Linked DNA regions of Hordeum vulgare: region 2 is linked to region 1. Evidence: chromatin contacts called from public Hi-C data. All regions are on one chromosome and are shown on one strand. The core of a region is the stretch at or near the end of the contact, and the rest is flanking DNA. Distances in the headings are between cores, read along the strand shown. Region 1 holds the start of LOC123449648 (uroporphyrinogen-III synthase, chloroplastic). Region 2 holds the start of LOC123449649 (transmembrane protein 131).

Region 1 (7,277 bases), core at 2,453-4,952:
ATGATGAGGCAAATCAATGGTTAATACTATGGTTCAACTGCATTGAGTATTTGAGTTCAAGAGTTCACTAGAATCAACCTACAACTACCGGGAGAAAACCACAAATATCCAGCTCTAGTTCGGAATTATGTGATGTGTTCGCAAAAGGCTGCTTGATATGAAGCTGTTAGAGTACGTGATGGGTCTGGGCCCGTTAGTCGGGTTTGCTTAGGGGTCAAGTAAGCCTTACTTGGGAGTCAAGTAAACCTCTCTATATATGGAGAGGAGATGTATCAATCTAAACAGGCAAGGATTAAGAAGGAAAACCCTTTTCCCTCTTGCCCGGCCGTGGGAAAGGACCCCACGGCCGGCTCTCTCGCGCCCTCGCATCTCTCTCTCTCCCGCTCAAATCCTAGCAACCATAACATCTGGTATCAGATTTCTCAGGCTCGATCATGTTCACCCCGTCGCCACCGCTTCCTGTCGCCCTCACCCCGGAGGAGATCGCCGGAGCAATCCGCGATCTCACCACCGCCGTCCAAGGGATCTGCCTCTTCCTGGCCAGTCCCTACGGACCGCCGCCGGCCGCGCCATCAGCCGATGCTGCTGCTGTCGTCGCCGCCACTCGACGCCAGGCTGCTGCAGCCGCCGCTGCCGCTTCCCGTCTCCGGGCCGATCTATACGGCGGCCTGGGTGCCGCCGCACATCCAGTCACCACCGGCACCACACCAACAGTACGGCGGGCCCTCCCGCTTCGCCAGTCCCGACGGTGCGCCATTCCACGGGGGGTCCTCCATGGTCACAGCACCGGCGCCGACCCCCGCACGGCCGCCGCCGCCGCCCTCGGCTGCGACCACGGCGCCGGTCATCACGTTCCAGCATGGGATGCCCTACGACGGGACTGCGACGACCTCGTTCCCAGCAGCGCCACCGCCGTCCCAGGACAATCCCATTCAACAGATCAAGTTCCAGCCGTCGCCGGCACCGCTTCCGGCTTGGATCGCTACCCACCACGTGTCGGCGGCGGTGAGGCTGCAGGCTGCTGCGCGCGGCCTCCTAGCGCGTCGGCATGTGCGGGAGATGCGTTATTTGCAGCTGCAGCTCCTCCAAGTTGCGCTTCGCGGTGCAACAGACCTCGATCTCGTCCGCTGCGTGGGGGATCTTGGGCATGCGGTTTCCCCCACGGGCGGCGGGCATGCTGTTTTTCCCACGGGCGACGACCTCCAAGTCTGCGACATCGACAGTCAGCCGGCGGGGAGAAGACATGGTGTCACCGACAGGAGCACACCGCGTAGCACCACTGCATTCCGCCGCCGGCCACCGCAAGGGCTCCCTTGGTCCCGATGGTGTCCTTGGGATCCAGGGGGCTGCAAACGCACAAGTTCGGCGCGCGGAGGATTCTCGCCTTATCGTTCGGAGTCAAAAATAAAGAGTCGGAGTCTCATTCGGGTTAGCTTATTTTAGGTCAATACAATAGGACGAGATGTAAAAGGCTTGTTTTTTAGGCGTTAGGGTTGTGTGGGGTCGAATCGTCGTTAGGTTGCAGCTCGAGGATGATCTGCATGTCCAGGTGGGGTGTAGTGTTAGAGTACGTGATGGGCCTGGGCCCGTTAGTCTTAGGGTTTGCTTAGGGGTCAAGTAAGCCTTACTTGGGAGTCAAGTAAACCTCTCTATATATGGAGAGGAGATGTATCAATCTAAACAGGCAAGGATTAAGAAGGAAAACCCTTTTCCCTCTTGCCCGGCCGTGGGAAAGGACTCCCACGGCCGGCTCTCTCGCGCCCTCGCAGCTCTCTCTCTCCCGCTCAAACCCTAGCAACCATAACAGAAGCTTAATATGAAACAAAATTAGTACTCATAGATTTAAGAAAGATCAAGCTAACCAGGTAGGTACCATAGATCAATGGAAAATAGCTAAAAAAATCCAGAATGCATGTTCTACATTCAGAAATGGAAAATGAATTAAATATCAATATAATTGAAAATCTTACAGTTGAATAGGTGTTCAGTCTTGTCACCTCAAATCCTCGAGCTGAAAGCCCATTCTCTGCACCGCAGGGTGAAACTAAGTAACAGAAAGACTGAATATTCTATGCAGTTTTTGTGGAAGACGGGTACCACAAGATAACGAACAAAAAGAGTCAAAATTGATATGACCAGTTACAAAACTTAAACTTAACTACAAGACTGAAATTACTTAGCAATTATTGATTTATAATACGGATCAATTTGCAAAGCCCTGAATAGTTCACAACTCTCTCTGGTTAAATGTAAGGCAGAAATCCTGTGACTTAAATGAAGGGGCTGAAATAAATAGCTCCCATATAATGTTAACCGCATGAACACAAAATGACTCACGAATTTCATGGCCAGCCTTTGCAGATGCAGGATACAACACTTTACAGGCAGTTTCACTAGTCCTTGGAAGTTCAGAGGCCAAAACTTTGCCCAAAGCTGATGAAGAAACAAATGTAATAAGTACCTTACATAATTGAAAACACTTCAAGTCTTCAAGATGCATGAAGTCTTTAATAAAGTGCATGGGCTGTACATCATAGTAATATAAATGATGGGCAAGATACCTTTGGAAGGAGAAAATGCAATCTCAAGGGATCCATCATTAGATTGCAATACTTCATCAAAAGTTCTTGCAGTACCTGCTCCAACAACTGCTATTCGCACCTTAGGACTTCCAGCAGCCCTGGTATTGAGTTATTGTGCGATGTCAAATATGGTGGCCGTAGATTAAGTTTGATTTGCTCTCGTTTCATGTAGCGATGATTTGATTTCAGAAATGAAGTTCAGTAAGAAAAAACTTTGGACATGTAAAACACACAATCTACTTTGTTTCACAGAAAGCGCACGGACCTGCGCTGCCACAAGCCCACAACATATGTGGAATGAATCGCGAAATGACATATGTTCTATTTGTGTGGCAACACTGCGCACAATAACTGCAATATGTTTGAATCTTACTTCCATCCCTCAAGGAACACTGCAGCTGCCTCAGGAGATGTTACAGTAATCCAGTCAAACTTTTCATCTGTAAATACACAATACTGAAGTGACTAAACCCTGCGGTTGCAATTTCTGCAAAGCAGTTTAAAAAGATAGACTGAACCACGTACCCCGCAAGACAGCTGAAAGCCTATCTGCGTCAGGCCCTTGGACGTGCTGAATAAGAGGAAGCTCCAGAGAGTGCACATTATGCTTTTCCTGCACAGATCCAATCACAGTACAAGACTGACGCGATTAATTCCTCAAGGTGCCATTTGTTAGCCCCCATTTCAGTTTCGGAGATGTAAAATCAGCCCAGAAAATCGCCTGTCTACAAACGACCGTATAATCCTCTCAAATCCACCAATTTCGGGTCAGCGCACCAGAAAACTGAAAATCGGTTGCGCTCGATCCAGAAGAACAGTGCGAGAGCTGCCCGCTGTGAGAGGGGACTTACCAGAGCGGCGACGAGCTTGGCGTTCTTGCCTCGCTCGCGCGTGACCACGACGTCGGGCGAGGCGGACGAGCGGGCGACGGGACTCCTCCAGGGCGCGCCGGGTCGGGAGGCTCCGGCGGGGTGGGCGGCTCGGTGGAAGGCTCCGGGCCCGTGAGGTGGGGCGAAGGGGATGGGGGCGACGGAGGAATGGAAGGCCATGGGGGAGGCGAAGGCCGACGCCGCGGCTGACCTGTGTTGCGGAGAGGAGCCGACACGCTCTGGAGTCTGGAGTCTGGAGTCTGGACTCGGTGGATGTGGGCGGGCCCCCACGTTTCCGTTCGTTATCCTGGATCTGGGCTGAGTAACTGCCGAACGGGCGGCCTTTGTAGCGTGGTGGGCTATTTATGGGCCTAGTAGTGATACGATGAACTAGTTAGCGAGCGCTTTCTCACAAGAATTCCAGCGATCACTTTCACGCATGGTAACTTGGCGTGTTCTCAGTCACCGTCACGTTTTGCATTCTGAGCGTTTCTTTCGGATTTTCTTTTATTTTTTCGCACGCGTTTCCAGCCTTTTTTGAATAGTTTTTTTTGTGTTCTGGTTTTTACCGGTCTTTCGTAGCTTTTGCAAAACAAAAAAATCATTTTTTTTTTAAAAACGTGTTTTCTTTTCTTTATGTGAAAAACACGTTTTATATTTTATTTTGTGAGAGGTATGGTTTTATCTTCGAGAAAGAAACGGTTTTGCTTTCATGAAAAAGGCACGGTTTTGCCTTCGCGAGGGGCATGCCTGTGCCTAAAGGGAAAAATATGTTTTCTATTTTTTTACGAGAGACACGATTTTGCTTTCGTGAAAGGCACGGTTTTACCTACGGGAGGGGCACGTCCGTGCCTCTCGTAAAGGGAAAAAACACGTTTTCTATTTTTTTGTGAGAGGTACGATTTTGCTTTCGCGAAAGACACAATTTCGCCTTCGCGAGAGACACACCCGTGCCTCTCCCGAAAGAGGAAAAATGCTTTTTTTTGCGAGAGGCACAGTTTTGCTTCCGCAAACGCATGATTTTTGCTTCGCGAGAGACACGCCCGTGCCTCTCCCGAAAGGGAAAAACGCATTTTTTGTTCTCTTTTTTTTCGTGAGAGGCACGGTTTTGATTCCGCGAGAGGCATGGTTTTGCCTTCGCGAGAGGCACGATCCGTGCCTCTCAGAAAGGGAAAAAATCTATTTTTTTTCTATCGCGTGACGCATGGTTTTTCGTCCGGTTTTTTTATTCTGTTTTTTTCGTGAAAAAAATCATCACATGGGATCTAGTTTTGAAAATCTTGGCGCGAGAAAGCCAATGATGAAAACGGTTCAAGATTTGGACGCACGGTTTAGGAGATAAAACGTTTTAAAAATACAAATCTACGAAAAAAGAAAAACTCTCAGTTTGCGACAAATGGCACACATGCAGTGCGCCACTTGTCACAGCCTGTAAAGATGAAAGTAATCGTTAAAAGATGTACTCGCTAACTAGTGATTTCGAACGATGTTGCATTCTTCGGCCAATAGCGAGCGCGACCCACACGAGGCATGCGATTGGACCAGCCCACTGAGACCAACCCTGACTTACGTGTACCTCGACGAGCGCTGCTAGCCACAAGAGATAATCAATTCTTGTGAATGAAGTCGCATCACGAATATACTTACTAATTTAATTTTGTGGATTTCCAAAACAAAAAACTTAATGTTGTAAAATATTCCATGTTGCATGTTATTTTCCGTACTTGTACTGTAATATATAGTTTTTCCAAAATTTGTAATTTCACATAGATTTTTTTTAAAATGTGATTTTTTCTGAAAAAAGAGATGTTCCTGTTTTCAAAATTTTGTCCACAAATTCTAAAAGTGCTCATTTTACAAAATTTGTCCACAAATTCAAAAAAATGTTCGGGAACTTCAGAATTTTTTTTCCCAATTTCTATTTTTTCTCACGAATTTGAAAACTGTTCATGTTATGAAAATTTGTTTGCAAATTCAAAAATGTTTGGGAACTTCAGAAAATGTTCCCAATTTCTATTTTTTCTCACGAATTTGAAAACTGTTCATGTTATGAAAATTTGTTTGCAAATTCAAAAATGTTTGGGAACTTCAGAAAATGTTCCCAATTTCTGATTCTGTTCACGAACTATAAAACGGTATATTTGCCAAATTTCTTCCAAAATCCAAAACAAAAATATGGGAAATTTTCTTGTCCACAAATTAATATTGTACCCTAAATAATTTCTGAAGTTCCCAAACATTATTTAGGAAACATTATTCAGGAAACCTTATTAAGGGAACAATATTGAAGTAATACTTTTTAGGAAACATTATTTAGGAAATATTATTGAGGGAAAACATTATTCAGGGAAAAACGTTAGGGAACAAAGATTGAAGACTTGAACATTTTTTTGAGAAAACTTAACAATTGCTTCAGAAACGTGAATATTTAGTGAAAACGTCAATAGTTTTTGGGAATATGAAACATATGTTTTCAAAAATAGGAACAAAACTGACAATAAGAAATTTATGAAAGAATTGAAAAATGTTCTGTAAGCACTAACAAAAAATGAAAACACGAATTTGTGTGTAATTACAAAAAAAATTAAATGAGAACATTCATGTATTTTTACAAAAATTAAGAATTTGAACATTTCTGAAATACGAAATTGTATATCTTCTGAATTTTAAACATTTTTTAAAGAATCATACAATTTTCAAAATTCTAATTTCTCAAAATTTCTAAACAAAATATTATAACTGGATCACTTTACGAACAGAATTTTTTTTTCAAATTTTTAAATATGTTTTAAATTTAACTATCATTTCTATGAATTTGTTATTTTCTAAATTTTTGAATTTTTTTATTCCATTTTTTATAAGTGAAAAAATTGGAATTCTAATCTTTTTTCGAATTTCAGATCAAAATTTGAAAAATGCGATAAAAAATCTGGACATATGTTGCAAATAGTATATATACTTGAAAAAAAAAATGAAATGATGAAAGAAATACAAAAACAAATAGAAAGGATAAAAAACATAAAAGAAATAAGAAAATAAATAAATAAAAACAGTAATTGTAAAGAATAAAGAATATTAAAAATAACTAGTTTAGGGACCTTCTAGAAGGTTCCTAAAATCAAATAAAACTGACCAGGAATCTATAGGAGATTCCGAAAACCGATAGAAAACCGCATGAACTACTGTAATGGGCTCCGGACCACCAAGCACTTCGTCTTGATCTCCTTTGCGAAGCTCCGTCAATTTGACGCAGAATGCGTCAAATAGGGAATTCCAAAGAAAAATACATGGGTGCCCTAAAAAATACCGGGGAAGGATGTTGCTAAGAAAAGATTAGGATGTTTTATTGGAGATTGGCAAAACATTTGCTGCTGACACAGGATGTTAGCCGATACAAACCCATGCGACCTCTGTGGTTTCAAAGATTCATGGAGACACTCATTGTTAGAGTGTTTGATGGCCCGTAGTATATGATGCTAACCATGGGACCAAGCGCGAAAAACTAGTTGTTTACAACGATTCTTTTGTGCGACTGCCGGTTAGTTTTTGGGCTATATGATGGGCAAGAAGGAAGACGGTACATGAGGGGGAATTCCAGAGTCCCTTTTTGAGCAAACTGTTTGTCAGTCAAAAAATATCGGAGCTTGGAGAGATCACCATGAAAACTATAGTGTGTGATCTAATGCTTTGCGTAGGAACCCTCAAGCTTGCATAAAAGCACCACAAGCCGGCAATGCTAAGATACAAGTGGGTGCTGGGCTAGCAAGATCAAGCTTTGGAGGCGCGGTAGCGATGGTCTACCGAGACTCGCAGGGAAACTATCTTG
Region 2 (7,277 bases), core at 2,138-4,637, 200 kb before region 1:
GGTTAAATTCTAGCTTCCAAACAGCCTCAGGTCCCTCTAAAAGGGCAATAGATTGCCAGCCACCAGGTGCTCGAAGAGGTAACCATTCCAATCCGGACAAATTGTTTCTAATCAAAGCCATGCTTGACCACATGCAACGATTTGAAGGACGGAAAACAATGGGACCAAGTACAGCACTTGTCAAAGGACCAAGATAGGTCTCAGTAATTGCTTTGCTACCTAATGAGAAACCAAATCTAGTCTCTGTCGAGTCAATTTCAGGAGATCTGCTTGAGAAAGTGTGTTCACATTCGTCGTTTACAGTTCTACACTGGCCAATCATTTCCTCAGAGTTCAGTACCAGCTGCATGGACACATGTTGCTGGCTTGGGTTATGGACGGTTATCCATTCAGAAAACTGTGATCCAATTTGCACGACAGGAAACACCAGCTCATGATTTGTGAGAACAGAAATCCCAGTCATTGTACCATGAGATCTCCAGTTCCTAAGTACCATGTCATCAGCTCTGATTGCTCCCCTGGTTGTTGGCTGCAAATTATATTACAAAATTGTATGAGAATATTACAAAGCAGAAATACTTAAATGCATACAGGAGGAAAACACTTGATACAATTTAGCACTTTGCAAAGAGTTACCAACTGATGGATATCTCTGACAGTCGAATACTAGATCAATATTCAACTATCTTAAGATATACTCCCTCCGTCCCAAAATAACTGTCTCGACTTTGTACTAACTCTAGTACAAAATTGTATTAAGGTTAAGACACTTATTTTGAGACGGAGGGAGTATAACGAGAGTAAGACTGCGTAATGTGCCTGCTTTTCTCTATTCGCCCGCTTATTCTTCCAAACAGATGGTTAATACTAATGACAACCACAATAAGGGCCTTATAAACTTTCTTTAATGCGATAATAGCGTGCTACAGAAAACTTTAAAGCAGGAAGGTTAACATACCAATATGAATTTACAGCCTGCATGAGATTAACTATACCGGTTTAAAGAGAAAATGATATGCTGCACTGATGAAATTAATGAACAGGGTAACGCATTACAGGGTGATATCATTACTCATTACTGGGTTCATAGCATAGATTATGTTGTAAGCATAAAATGCTTCAAAACAGCTCCTAGTCCAGCTAGGAGAACAACACTTAAGACCAACTGAAACTGCACAAGGTTTTATATTACCTTCATGTTATGCGGGCCTTCTGTTTCTATGATGCTGCCCAAAGATCCTGTCCTTGAGTTAGCGGAGGTCTCTTCAGGAAATGATTCAGCAACTGGCTCATCAGATTCAGCAACAACAGCGTTGGTAGTGTAAGAAATAGATGCACGCATTATATCTTGGCAGGGTATCACAATTGAACTACCAAGGGAACTGTTTGTTTCGACCACTATATTGCAGTTGTCAAATGGAACACCCTTTGGAACTGAAGCAGTATATCTTATCAAAGCTATATCTGTTACAGTGTCAGGGAAGAGTATCAAGCCATCCAAATACTTCAACTGAAAGATCATCGGGCCATCCCTGTTATCCCCAGTTACACTCACGACCTTCAGTAACTCTGTTGCATCATTCCGTAAAGAAAGGGAAAATATTGACCCATTTCCAGCACAAGATGATATTCGCTCAAACGTGACAGAAACCAAGTCTGTGGAATCATAGTAGGTGCGCGTGTGTACCTCTAGTTCAATAGGTATAACAACAATGTCCACTTTATCAGTTGTGTGATTGCGCAGTTTCATGTAGATAGCACCGAACACCTTGCCTTCTGAAATAGGTTGCAGTTTCAACTCTATGACAGTCCTGCTTTCTGAAGGAAGCACCTCCCACTGCTCACTAGGCCTAATATGGATCACTGGCCATCCAAATTCAGTGCTGCTTGCTGTAAGCCAGTTGCTGCTCAAAGAAGTTAACTCCACTGCCTCATCTAAAGGGCCTAACTGACAAACTACATGAGAAGATTGTTTTGTGCTTTCAGAAGCAGACATCCAAACTGCCACTTCCTCGACATAGAGAGAATCATCAAAAGGGTTGTATATGGACAAATTCTTCTCCAGGTGTCCACCTATTACAACATCCATCCTGGTCAATGGAAGTATCTGGTACGGCGACCCGACAGCCATGCCCTTAGCTTGTATGATGAATCCACCGAAATTGGTCTGCAAAACCAAATGTGCTGAAGAAGAGCCCAACAGCTTCGGCAGGAACATGAAGGTGACCGACGCATTTTCGCCGGGCTGCAGAACCAGGTCCTCATATCCATACACATAGAACTGTGGATCAGTGCTGAATGGCTCATAGACACGCAGGACACTGTCATTGTTCAAATTCACCACAGTCAGGGAGGCCACAGAGGCTGCATAAAGGTTACTCCTGCCCCAATCCAGCACTGGTGGACTTATCTCCACATTCATGGACGAAGAACTGTAGAGGCCACTCGCACTCGGGCTGACATCTGAGGCCGCGCCGTCCAGTTCCAGTGGCACCCCGTGCGATGCCTGCATCCAATTGTCAGGCACAAGCGGCGCCTGGCACGACGCCGCGTCATACCTCGCAACATCCTTGCCCTCTCCCCCCAACGCATCGCGCGCCCCTGCGATGGTCGCATCTGCAGAGGAGCAAGTTACCATGCCTCCGCCGGACATCGGGAAGCACATTGACCGGGATGGCCCCCGGTCCCTTGAAACCCCCAAATCAGGCTCCTTGGTGACGTCATCGCTGGCGAGCAGCGCCTGAACCTCCGAGGACGAGAAGCAGAAGGAACCCCCGTCGGCGCACACATCCCGGAAGCCGAGGCAGCGACCGTCCTCCTGGCGGTCCTCCTCCACGGAATCCCCCGCAGCCGCCGCCGCCGAGACGGACAGCGCAAGGGCCAAGAAGACGCAGCAAAGAGCAGCCAAGAAACCCCTGCAGGAAGCCAAAGACACCACAAAAGGAATCAAGAACTCGCCGGCTCGCCGCGGTGGTTCGTCAAAAAGGCAGAGCGCTACCGAACACCAAAGCATCCCCCAAAACAGAAACCCCAAGAAAATAGTCACAAGGAGCCCAAAAAAACTCGGTATTCCTCGTCGGCATAAGCATGGATCACTCTAGAACTCGAGAACACCAGCCAGCCAGCCAGCCAGCGAGCGAGAGGCGGACAGCAGTTCCTCGTTCGCTTCGGGATGGCTGGAGGCAAGAAAGCAAGGAGGGCGGAGCAGCGGAGGTAACGGGGAACTTACCGAGCAGCGGAGGAAGCGGAGCGCAGGGGGGCGAGGGGAATGGATGGCGCCGCTGACGAGGAGCAGCGGCGGCGGCGGCGGCGGCGGGTGGTCATGGCGACGAGGGCATGCGGCGGGCGAGACTTTAGTGTTGTGTTGTGGTGACCATAGGAATCGACGGGAAAATGAAAAGAAAAAGGAAATAAAAAGGAGGGGAGGGAGGGGGAGGGGGGTGGACAGGGACAGAGGCGGACAGGAAATAAAAAGAAGTGGAGGGGAAACGAAAAAAAAAATGGGGGGAAGGTGTTGGTTGGTCCCCGTGAAGAAAACACATTCATGTTTTCCCCAAAAAAAGAAGGGGGAAACCCGTTTTGTGGTTTTTAAAGTTCACATGGCTAAATTTTTATAGCCCTTCCAATATGAATTTCGAGAACTTTTTGCCATTTCAATGTTTGTGTGCTACAAATCTAGTCCAAACAACAGCAACAACAACAACAAATAAAAATGTTTTCAAACAGTTCTTTCTAACAAAAAGGGGAAATTGTTTTGTAAATAAGGAACTTTTGATGGCCAATGATAAGATGCTCTAAGCATTGAATGCACTCGCGCTTGCGTATGCCCGCGTCGCGACATTCTCGTTTGCGTCAACCCCACTGTTTACAGCTCACGCCCACCAAACCGTTTCATCTCCTTTGTGTCCACATTTTCCGCCTGCTGTTGTTTCTTGATTATTATTCACTTCGGTTTCTACCTCTTGATGAGCAATTGATTACATAGATAAAATGAGGGTGATGTGTTGGTTGGTCCGAGTGAAGAAAGCACATTCAACCCCCCCCCCCCCTCCCCCGGGAAGGGGAAGTACATTTGAAGTCGAGATTGCTATTTAGCCCTTTTAATGTTTGGGTGCTACAAATGTAGTCCAAACAACAACAAATATAAATTCTTCAAACAGTTCTTTATATAATAAAAAAGGAAAAGAAAATGTTAGATAAGAAACTTTCGGTGGTCAATCAAGATAAGATAAGATAAGATGCTCTAAGCGTTCAAAGCTCATGCATGTGTGTAGGCCCACGTCACGACTTTCTCCTTTGCGTCACCCCGCTATTTGTAGCTCATAGCCACCTAGCCGTTTCACCTCCCATCTTTGCTTTTTTTACCTACTTGTGTTGTTTAATGATTATTCACTTTGATTTGTACCTCTTGATGATGAACTGGTTGCCTAGCTACCCCCAATTTCGCTTTTGCACATTTTTTGCATGGTAATTTGGATAAGTCACTTAGGAACATAGAACGTGATGGTTAGTTCTCTTGTTTGGAGAAAGAACGTTGAAAATTCTGAAGTTCAGATGACTATTTAGTCCATGAATATTATGTGGGCTGCAAATCCCAACTAAAGCAACAAATCAAACATTTAAACTTCACAAAAAGTATTATGTAATGTTAGAAGATCACCACATCCAAGCCAGATATCTATTGAGCATTTAATGTACGAGCTTATGTAAACGCCTCTTCTCTACGCAACCAGTTGCGCCTCACACATAGTTTTAAAAGATGGATTGAAAGCCACTGGGAATACGCAACATGCACGGTTTCTATGGACTGCCCAACCAACGGACGAGAAAGAACCAGGTGAATAGGCTAGTTTTGCGCAAACTTGGAAAAAACAAGAATTGGTTGAACCTGTAGATGGCCTATGCATGTGTTTGCGAGGGTTCGACCTGATCATTAGGGGAACAGGCTAAAGCCTCGAGTTTGGCCCAACAACCAACTCGTGTAGCATATATTCTTATTAAAAAAACTTATCTTATTTGTAGCATGTCCTCTTGAAAAATAAAATGAACTTACTTATTTGACAATGCCAAACATATTCTCTCGTTCTCGTCAAATAAAAACTTACCTTATTTACTGCTACTTCGTCTTGTTCTTCACCAGAGTATCTGAAGTCAACATGATTCATTTCTTCCCTTTCATTTCACTTCACATTTGCTCAACAAAAATAATGTATCTCAGCTTTCACATTGTAAGGTCGCATCCTTAAAAGCCCATAGTTCTAATAGCCGGATTGGACATTAGTGAGATAGAACCCATCAAATATGCGCATTTGTGCAAAGTGGGAAAAAAATAGGATTCAAATGAATCGGTAGATGGCGCATGCATTTGGGCAAAATAGAAAACAACATGTGTTTGGAGGGATCGTCCCTGGTCTGAAAAGAAACAAGCTGAAGCATCAAGTTTGGCCCAACAACTAACTCGCCTAGCCTGCATTCTCGTGAAAAAAACTTAGCTTATTGATAAGATGCTTGCTTATCAAATAGGGATTATTTCATCTGTGCCCTCAATTCCTTAGTTGTGTTCAGTTTTTCCCACGCTTCAAACTTTTGCTCACTTTTCCCCTCTCCCTTAGCTGAAACTCTCACAAATGTTGATAACACGCGTTTGCCGTCTTGACAGTTAACTGACTTGTGAGGCCATGTTGAACTCTGTTGACTGTGGCTGTGGCTTCGCTGGTTGGGCCGTGTTTGTGTTCATAGGACGGGCCCGTTAGTTTGTTGGTAATAAATTAAAAAAGCCTACTATCGATGGATGCAACCTGCTATGCATGCCCGTCTTTGGCATCGATGTAGCCTGCTATGCATGCCCGTCTTTGGCATCGATGTAGCCTGCTATGCATGCGAACACCGCCACGCACGCATCTAGTGACCTAGACCTAAACGCATGCATGCATGCCGACACGCACGCATCGATCCGTGCCGCACGGTTGCCAGTGGATTCAGTCGCTCCGCAACGTCGTTTCACGCGTCGCAGGCATACGTGCCGGTGGCAGAAGGGGCAGGCTGCACGCACGCTCGCACGCTCGCGTCCATATGTCGAGGCATCAGTTCACGCCGCACGGCTGCCGCTCGATTCAGTTGTGCCGGTGGCAGAAGGGGCATGCAGAAGGGGCAGCCGCCAACGCAGAGCACGCAGAAGGGGGAGGCAGGCAGCCGCCAACGCAGCAGGGGGAGGCAGCCGCCAAGGCAGAGCACGCAGAGCCGCCAACGCAGAGCACGCTCGCTTCGATTCACGTTCACACATTGATGATCGCATCGGTTCACACAGCAGCACTGAGTCACGATCTACGTCGTTTGCGCGTGTACCCATTTCGTCTCCCCCGGCTATTTAAACTGCCCTTCATTGCCTCTTCTTCTACAGATCCATCTGCGCCTCCCACTTCTCTTCTTCCCCCAAAAGCCAGAGCGGTTCCACTCAGCGAAGCGTTCAAGATGCAGTTCTACGGCCCAACATTCAAAGAGCCTCCTACCGTGCCGGAACGGCGGTACCCCGCCAACGTCGTCGTCGAGGAATCGCTCCGCGTGTGGGCGTTCTCACGCTGGAGGGGTAGCACTGAGCTTGCACGGGGGTTCCTCCGTGCGGGCTTCCACCACCTCCCGGCGGGCTCGCCGCCCATGTTCAACCTCGTGGAGCAGCGTCCCCACGCCGACGCTCCACCGGTAGGGCTCGTCGTCCACTTCACCAACAGGTTCGATGCCTACCACCTGCTCGGCAAGGTGTATTGGTGTGGGTGCGAGTTCATCGCATTCACCACCTATAACATCTTCACCGACTTCGAGAGCATCTTCCCCGCTCGCGACCGCATGCACAGCCTCCCGTACTACCTCAGCGACAACGACCTTGAGGAGGAGGAGTACTGAAGCCGACGGCGAAGAAGACGGTGAAGCCGGCGGTTAAGGTGAAGACGACGGTGAAGACATGGCGGTGTTGTCCTAGCTACCCTATCTAGTATGTAGTATTAGTTTGGTGTGTGTGTTGCCCGACCTAGCTACCCTAATTATTATTATCTATGTAAGAAATTGGTGTCGTGTTATATGTCCCAAGAACTTATGTTGCCCTAGCAACCCTATCTAAGTTAAGTTATGTGTGTTATAATAATGCTTTGTTATGTTTGTATTTTGTTTGTCCCAAGTTTAGACACGGCTAATTGGCGTGGGAAAAATTAACCAAACTAACTAAAAATGATGTGTTTATAGATGCCTTCTAAAAATAAGAACATATTGTACATTTGTACACG

Evidence for each region. Hi-C and Micro-C count contacts between places; a contact is called where the count stands out from the background.
Region 2: a contact with region 1 is called in a Hi-C map of leaf, with 6 times the contacts expected there. The contact joins the promoter of LOC123449649 here to the promoter of LOC123449648 in region 1. A contact is called at or near these places in 5 of 6 Hi-C or Micro-C datasets (leaf and seedling) and 1 of 1 datasets of contacts at active chromatin or transcription factors (embryo).

The regions. Positions count from the first base shown.
Region 1 is chr4H:572,981,108-572,988,384 of MorexV3_pseudomolecules_assembly, reverse strand. LOC123449648 (uroporphyrinogen-III synthase, chloroplastic) reads right to left here and starts at 3,702. Exons shown (of 9, transcript XM_045126937.1): 1 at 3,434-3,702; 2 at 3,108-3,195; 3 at 2,956-3,022; 4 at 2,562-2,680; 5 at 2,338-2,433; 6 at 1,971-2,026. The coding sequence starts at 3,631.
Region 2 is chr4H:573,185,026-573,192,302 of MorexV3_pseudomolecules_assembly, reverse strand. LOC123449649 (transmembrane protein 131) reads right to left here and starts at 3,387. Exons shown (of 4, transcript XM_045126938.1): 1 at 3,230-3,387; 2 at 1,193-2,915; 3 at 1-529. The coding sequence starts at 3,324.